Regions from separate parts of the Sus scrofa genome. Here region 2 is linked to region 1. A link is a contact called in public Hi-C data. All regions are on one chromosome and are shown on one strand. Each heading gives the region's core, a stretch centred on a gene start, on an enhancer-like site or on the middle of the called end of the contact. The rest is flanking DNA. Distances are from core to core; before and after follow the strand shown. Region 1 overlaps CHST11 (carbohydrate sulfotransferase 11). Region 2 holds the start of CHST11 (carbohydrate sulfotransferase 11).

Region 1 (4,161 bases), core at 1,077-3,576:
AAACATCTGCAGAAGAAACAAACCTTGGCAAGCCCGGCTCAGAAAACTATTTAGGTTGGAGCTAGAAGAGTTCCCCACCCTCCCTTGGAGAGGTCAAGCTTTTCTCAATGTGAAACTGAATCAGAGACCCCTGACTTCCAAATGTCACCAAGCTGTGACTCTGGCTGAGCCTGGCTCCAGCCCAGGAGACGAAGCCCTCTCCAAACATCAGGTTCAGCGAGGGAAAAAAAAAAAAAAAATCTGCAATTGTCTGCTGGACATCTACCCTGCATTCCATACCATTCCATGAACCGTGGCCCCTGCCTTTGGGAATTTTACAATATCCTGAGCACATCCCAGATCTCAGCTTGAGTCGCTATGAAAGAGAACCTCAAGGAAGCATGTCTCCTACCCGGAAAAGATAAAAGGGACAGGCTCCCCTCCTCCTACCTCACCAGGTCAAACCAATCCGAAACCACCACTCAGAAGCTTGTGTGACCCTGGCAAGCTGCCCAGCCCTCCCGAGCCCCCGTTAACTTATGTGAAAAATGGGCTTATCAGATGCCTTCCTCCTAGGATTACTGTGAAGATTCCACAAGAGGTGCGTGGAAAACACCCCAAGGCATCACTGCCGTGTATTATACATTCCATCCATAGTAACTTCCTTCCTTTCTCCCCCCTTCCTTCTTGCCTGATCACCTGCCTTCTCTCCATCCTTCCCTCCCGGCGCCTACCTATGGAGAAGCCAGTGTATTTTAACACCTTGAACTGCACCGACAAGGGTCCCATTTTCTTATTATAATAATGAAATATGGACTGGCCCTCAGAGGCCCCTAGGAAAGCCCTCAGACCAAGGTGCATGCGGGGAGGCCTCCTAGACTCAGCACTTCGGAGCTCCTGGGCCGCCTCTGGGCTGAGCCTCTGTCTTCTCGGAACACGGTAATCACAGAGCAAGTATAAACGCTAAAGAAAGAAGCAGGCCGGGCTGGGCTGAACCACATGAGTGATGCTGGGAAGACTTCAGGGAACCCACGAGAGGACCGGGAGGTGGGTGAGGCGGGACAAGCTGTCCCACCCTCGCTGGCATTTTAGGGGCAATTATGCCCTATTAATGGCTGACAGTGCAGCGCTGCCCTGCAGTCTGAGCTGAGCCGGGCAGGCCGCAGATGTGCTCGGCCCACAAATATGCAGTTGGCAACTCCTGAACTTTCGGTGACTTGACGCGAGCTGATCTGATCAGCAATTACGTTTTATTTTGGGGCCAGGGAGACAGCAGAGAACCAGGAAAATTATAAGACATCAGAGTACAGTTTTTCTAAGAATATCAACTCCAAACTCTTTGTTCGCCAATTGTTGTTTTAATGGTTAAAGGGTTTGCGAAGCACTAAAATAAGAAAAACTTGGACACTAAAATCAGATTATAGCCAATTTTCCTCAGGGAGCTTTTAAGCTTTTGTCCAATGAAAATCTGGGTGTGATTTTTCTTTTTTTGGATGGGGTAATCCCTGCCAAGAGAATTCTGCTGGTGACCGTGAACACAGCAAGACAATAAATGGATCTGTAGTTTGTCCTGGGTTTGAATCCTTACTCCACTTCTTACCAGCTGTGTGGCTGTAGCTCCTCGGCCTCAGTTCTCCCATACATAAAATGGGGCTGTAAAACACAGCTCGGGGCTTGACATAAGCAGTCCACGAGATATTTATAAGCATCTAGATAGGACGCGGCATCCAGGACCAGTGCATGGTAACTAAGACGGTACCTACTTGCCGTAATGCTGGTTTCTTGTCATCTAAAATAAATAGCTCCTGTTTTCACCATCATCTATCAAACCCAAATAACCAGTCAGCATAAAACGGGGAAACGGCATCTCCGGGAGTAGTTTGGTTTCTAGCAATTACGGGGTTTGTCATCTGCCCCAGTGATAACATCCATCCAGGCTTAGCGGCTTCCACAGCGTGGCTGGTCGGGAACGCAAGACACCACAGCGCGGCCCTCTCGGGTGCGATGTTTGTAACTGTCTTGTGGACACTAAACCCCAACTCCTCAACTCAATGGGATGGCCTTCTCTGCTCTGAACGCCCCGGCCCACGGCAGCCCGGAAGATCACCAAGACGGTGTCTCCAAGAAGCGCCCCTGATGGAACGTGCGTGGGAAGAGAACATAACTGCAGCTTGTAAAGGAAACCAGCCTAAGAAAAAAACATCCCGGGACAACATCCTGAGGAAACGGGGTGATCTTCCTGCAGAGACATTTTCCTGGTTACCAGCAAATGGGGCCAGACATCTTGCCCACGACATTGTGGATGAGGGTGGTGACTCACTCAGCTACGCCCTCACAGACGGCTCCAGAGCCGCCTCTCCAGCCCCATCTCCCCTCCCAGAGCCTGGGCTCCTGCCAAATGGCCATCTCCCCCAAGACCACCACTCAAAGAGACGACCTCTACCCGGGAAGCTCCTCTCTCCTGCGACTGGTTGACAAGGGGACCAGGCAGGGTCTCCCTCGCCAGGTGACCCACTCAAGTCAACTCTGGCTTAACAAGGAAACCCAGACACGGAAGGCTCACCACACAACCCCTGCCCACCCTTTGGTGCCCAGTGCCTGGCACTGTGCTGCATATAGTGGGAACTCATAATAGCAGATGAAGAAATGAACGAATGAATGAATCTGAGAACGAACAGACTCCATAGGAGGCACGGAGCAAGGCCCCTCGTCTCACGCAATTGTTAGCACCCTATCATAAAGGAGGGAGGCATCTCAGGGGTTAAGTGTCTTGCCCACACTCACGAAAGCTGGTCAATGAGGAAACCAGGCTTTGAACCCAGGTCTGACCCTAAAGTCAAAGCTTCCAGTACTGAAGCTATTCTCATGACCATACGTGATAATGACGAATCCTGTTTACTTAGCCCCTGACACACAAGAATCATTTCGTCCTCCCAACATTCTAGAGAGATGGAAAAGCTGACCCCTGAAGAGGACTCATCATGTATTCGAGGCTGCACAACCCGTTGGAGCTGGACGTTCATTCTTTCAATCACAGATGTCGGGGGCACCCACCACAGGCCAGGGTTGGGGACACAACTGTGACCACGGCAGACACAGTCCACAGATTTCCTGTCTGGAGGAGCATCTACTTCAGAAATAGCTCTTCCCATGACACCATAGGCTGCCCATAAAATTTCCTCAGGAAAGCAGGAGCACTTCAGCAGTTCTGTTTTGAAGAACAGAGGAGGTCACCTCAAAGACGGGGGGTGGTGCGCATCTCAGCGGCCTGTGCTGTTTTCAACGCGGCTGCTAGAAATCCTCTCTGCAGAAGCTGGTTTTGCCACCTCCCTAGGACCAGTGTGTGAACAGGCTGGGAGACTGGCCTCTCATAACTCAGATTATTTGGGAACCTAAACACAAATTCCCTGCTGAGTCACCGGAAAGCCCAGGAAAGGAGGCCTCGGGCAATCTGAGTTTGTAATAACCTGGCTAATCAGGCCTCATCCCACGTGGTGGGGCTGGCGGGGCTGGCAGGGGAGTGAATTAACGAGGTCAGGCCACCCATTTTGCACCAAGTCGGGAGTCCATTTTTCCAGAAGGGAGTGTGGGTGAGAGACCGGGGAAGAGCTGTTGAGTCAGAAAGTTCTCATGCTCATCCCTTTGCAAGACTTCAGGGAATTCAGCATTTTTGGAGGACCAAGCAGTTTCTTCCTCTAAGCACCTTAGTCCACAGAAATCCTAAATTAAGACTTTGATACAAAATACAGCTCAGAGATCAGAGACAAAGCAGTGCATTTTTTCCCCCTTCTCAACAGCTATCAAAGGACAGCTCATGGGCCACTAGGTGTTCATCCACCAGTTCTAGGCATCGTAAATTAATTCGAGTTCCCATAGAAAGACCCACACACACCAATGAGGCCATCACCATGGCAACCAGGCCTTCTTCCTTTGCTCCTGGATTTCCAAGGAGGACATCTTGCCTTGGTTGGAGCTTGTTTTGCTCCAAGAGGCCCTCTTTGCATAATCAACTCCCACTTACATGATAGCCACTTAGCAAAAAGTCTCCCCACACAAGGAGGTCCTGTCACACTGGCACAGTGAGGTGGAACTCTTGGGAGCATCGCTGGGCTCTGACGATCACATGTGGGAACTGGGTGGGGAGCTCACCCCCATGTGAGCCTTCTTTAGGAGTGCCAAGGG
Region 2 (4,161 bases), core at 1,214-3,713, 130 kb after region 1:
ACTCGATGCTCAAAACCTTGGAGTGGGGTTTGCAACCTGACCATCAGCCCAGGACCTGGCCAAAGTTTCCTCCCAAACTATGGCGGCGCGACCCAAGAGCTCGGAGTCTCCCCAGAGAAGAGGGGGGAAAGGGGTTATGGGGGAGGGTGCAGGCCCCGAGGCACCACCGCAAGGTCAAGGCGTAGCCGAACCCGGGGGCAAAGAGCCGAGGCCGTGCCCCTTCCCCAGCCTGGAGGAAGGGCAGAGCCAGGCACCCAACCTCTCCCCAACCTGCTCAGTGCTGTGCCAAGCCCAGGACACGTGGGAGCCTAGCCGGGGGCTGCCCAGTTCTAGGAGGGGACTCGGAACCTCTCCGGGGCGCGCACCCTTCACCCCCGGCCCTCCAGCCAGTAACAGACAGCGTGCTGGAGCGCTGAGCGGCCGGCACCCGGCGCCTCTTTCATCCTCAGATCTCGGCAGGAGCGGCGAGGGAGTTTCGTGCTCTTTAAACCGATCCCCCACCTCCGGCAGCTTCCTACAGCCTCTACCTTGCCCTGCTACCTCGCAGACAGACAAGAGACACAAAGAAAAAAACAAAAAACTACCACCCCTCTGGTCCCATCCTCCAGCCCGAAGCCGGGAGGAAGAAGAAAAGGAAGCACATCTTTCCTCCTCCTCCTCCTCCTCCTCATCGCGACCCGGTGATGTGGGCAGACTCGGTCATCAAGGAACCCCGAGGTGGCCCATGGAGAAGAGGTAAGGTTGGAAGAGGCAGAAGCCAGGCGGAGCGAGGGAGCGAAAGCGCGAGAGAGAAGAAAATATCCAACAAAACCACGCTAACGCGCCCCCTACCTGGGTGCAACATACTTTGGAAATAGAAGATGACCAGGATAAAGGATCCCAAGCAAGTGGCCAGCACCATCCGGCAAATTCTGTTCATCCTCATCACTTCCAGCAGCGCCGGCTTCATGGCTTTGTCCTGGCTGCGGGGACCCGGGTGTCCGGGAGGCGCTCCCGGAGCGCAAGAGCGGGGACCCCGCCGCGCCGAGCGGAGCCCGGGAGGCGCAGGGCAGGGCTCGGCAGGGTTCGCAGGGAGGATCAGGCTGGCTCCGCGGCTGCTCTCGGAGCCCCCAGCCCTGGGCAAGGGTGTGGAAGGCGCCGGAGTTGCTCTGGAAGTGGAGATGCGTGGACTAGCCGGCTGCGCGCTCGTGCTCCTCCTGCTGCTCCTTCTCGCCTCTCCGCCGCCGCCTCCGCTCCCGCCGGCGGCAGCCGCTGCCTCCTCGCGGGCCGGGCGGCTGGGGTGCGAGCGGTGATGGTGGTGCAGCCGCGCTGCCGCTGCCGCTGCCTCTGCGCCGGCCTCTGTGGTTGTCGGACGGGCCCCCTCCCTCGTCTCCACAGGCTACTTCATTGCGCTCCAATGATCTATATATTCCGGGGCTGGGTTTTACCAAATGCAACTCGCAGCCCCCGGCGAGGGGAGGGCGCCTGCGGAGAGCCGGGCGGAGGGAGGGACCCGAGCGCCGGGGCGGAGCGTCGCGCTCCCCCCGCCCCTACCGGGGATTTGGTCGCGTCCAGCTGTTTCCCGGGGAGTGCAGAGTGCGCGCCGCGCTCCCGCAGGGTCCCAAAAGCCCTCAGTCCCCGGCCGGCCCCGCGGCCGTCTGGAGGTTGTGTGTCAGCGTTTCCATGACAAAACCCGGAGGAAAAAAATACGAATAAAATCGCCTCTGTGCTGCCACCTCCTCCTGCCGGCGTGTGAAGACGGAAGTGGCGGGGAGCGGTTTAGGGCACGGGAAGCGCGAAGGGGTCCAGCAGTTCGGGATAATTTAAAATCCCTGGGTAGGGTAGCCGGGAAGTGGTTCCGAGCCCCCAGGGAGCGAGTGCCCTTTCCCCGAGTCTCCGAATTGGGCGGTTTCAGGTTTGGATGTTTTGTTTTGTTTTTCCTTTCAAACGGCAGCCCAGCACGAGCGACGTTTTGGAAAGGGGTTAAAGACGGCTGACTTCAGGTCAAGGTTAGGAAAACTGCAGAACTCGAAGGGGTCGGGCGAGGGCTGAGCTTTCCTGGGGATTTAGGCGGCCTCTGACACTCATTCTCCTCCGCAGAGTAAAAGGGGTTTTGGTGAATTGTCGAAGTCTGCTTTCCCAAAGGGGAGAGCTCCCTCCAAATCCTCCAAAGGGCAGAGAGTCCTGGCGGAGGGGGGGTGGAGGTGGGGGCAGCGGATGCCCCACGAGGTCACTCCTCCCGGTACGACCAGCCATTGGCAGGTAAATGGAAAGATGGCGTTGCTTTCGTGTGTTGTGTGAAGTGACTTAAAAATGCCAACTCCAGTGCATTTCGATTGTTTAGACATCAAAGTGGAGGCAGGTCACACCTCCCTGGTACTAGCTGGAGAAAAGTGGTTATCTACCCGGAATGGAAGATCTTGTTGTTCCGTCCTTTGTGAATTCTGTAAGCTAAGCGAGAAGGCTGTAAATAAAATAAAATCCTTTTATTTTCCTTATAACTTTACACCGTGTCTTTAAAGGATTATTGAAATTCCAACAATATTTACCCCCCAAAAAAAGTTATTGTAAAGACCATCAAGTCTTGCACATGTTATCAAATCTTTACTACTATTAACTCAATAATGAAAGAAGATAATGTGTCTTTCAGTACCTCTCACAGAGCAGGCATTTGATAAATACTTATTGAATCTGGATGTAATGGGCCGTATCCTCCTCTCACTACATCAGAGACACAACTTGCAAACAGATACCTGCCGCAAAATCCATCTCTACACCCTCACTTCCCTTCCCCTAGTCTTCCTCCAGCGGTTGCAAGGCAGGGAAAGTAACAAAGTCAGCAGCCTTGCCTTTGATTACAGAAGACAATCAATTACAGCATAATATTTATGCAGCCGGTTTGTACTGTATTAATTTGTGCTCACTTGTGAATGAGCTGCTTACTAAAGGCAGCCAAGCTGAACAAGATCCAGCGCAAACTCATTCTCCAGTGACCCCCCTCCCCCCACTTCCACCCCCAGCCCCGCACCCCAGGAGATCAGGATGAGAGCGGTGCTTAGCCCATCCTCCCCATCCTTGACCAAGGCAGGGATTCCTCACAGGGCGCACACCTAGGTGGGCACTTACAGTGCTTGGCCTAGCATGTCAGGCTCTTGTTTAACGCCTGGTTTTGCCAGGGCGGAGACGACACTGTACCTGTAGAAAAGCCTGGATATACATAAGGCAGTCTAGGAAGTCACAGGGTCAAGGATAGAGGTCAGAAGCCGAATCCCCGGTAGGTCTTGGAAGGTTGAGCTGGGGCCCGCCTGCTGAGGAAGGATGTTGAACTGTGCCCAGCATCCACTCCTGCATTCGCACAGTCAGGAATAGGCCCAAACATAAAGTGAGGGACAAGGTTCTGACAGGTGAACTACCACCTCTTCCAAGAAGCCTTCCCTGATTTCTCTCCTGAAGTGGCCTCCTTCCTCCTCTGTGCTCTGAGCAGTAGGTCCAAACCCCTCTTGGATCCCTGTACCTACTGAGCTGCGTTTTATTCATCTCCATTTCTTTCTAGTGTTCAACAGAGCGACTGGCACATGGTGGGTGCAAATAAGTCTGAGATGGAGAGGCGATGCCTTCTTGGGCTAAGAACTTAAAGTAGATCCCCTCTAAAGTGCATGGTCCTGGGCAGTGGTAATGATCTGCAATTCTATTCTGTGCACATTAGGGGTAAAAGTTCTATTTCTTGTCTCCTTGTCACACTATAATAAACCTCCCAACCACTAGTACCACCATTGCTTTCTTTCCAGTCCTAACCTAACAAAACTTTGTTGTATCTTTTATGCATTCTACATTGACCAGATAAAGGACAGGGTTAACGCTAAGACTGAGGAGAAAGGAGATATGATATTTTGCATTTTGAAGAAATGTCAGTGGAAAGCTGCCTTGTAAATCATGCTTTCTGTTTTCCCCGGGTAGCGGTCAGGACAGGTGAGGTTAAGCTGCAATAACAAACAAGCCCTAATGTCAGTGGCTTCAAACAGCCAGGGCTTAGGCCTCATCAGTTATCAGCAAGAACCACTCACACACTCCTCCACACCCCATCCAGGCTAGGAAGTCAGAGAGCCCGGAGCTTTTGGGAAACAGTCTTCCTAGCTACGACCCCCCACCCCACACTTCCCTCTTCAGACCTTATTTTCCTCA

What was found. Hi-C and Micro-C count contacts between places; a contact is called where the count stands out from the background.
Region 2: a Hi-C map of liver shows a contact between it and region 1, with 4 times the contacts expected there. The contact joins the promoter of CHST11 here to the enhancer-like site in region 1. A contact is called at or near these places in 1 of 5 promoter capture datasets (fetal skeletal muscle), 2 of 47 Hi-C or Micro-C datasets (embryonic fibroblasts and liver) and 1 of 2 datasets of contacts at active chromatin or transcription factors (alveolar macrophages).

What each region holds. Positions count from the first base shown.
Region 1 is chr5:79,937,170-79,941,330 of Sscrofa11.1, forward strand. The region is part of intron 2 of CHST11 (carbohydrate sulfotransferase 11); the gene reads right to left. Among named protein-coding and RNA genes, the nearest start is that of CHST11, 130 kb to the right of the region's middle. Within about 2 kb of position 2,327, at least 12 of the 83 cell types and tissues checked have an H3K27ac peak or open chromatin away from gene starts, as enhancers often do. A contact at or near this core is called in liver, where this site is marked.
Region 2 is chr5:80,066,440-80,070,600 of Sscrofa11.1, forward strand. It overlaps CHST11 (carbohydrate sulfotransferase 11), which reads right to left and starts at 2,464. Exons shown (of 3, transcript XM_021092627.1): 1 at 832-2,464. The coding sequence starts at 949.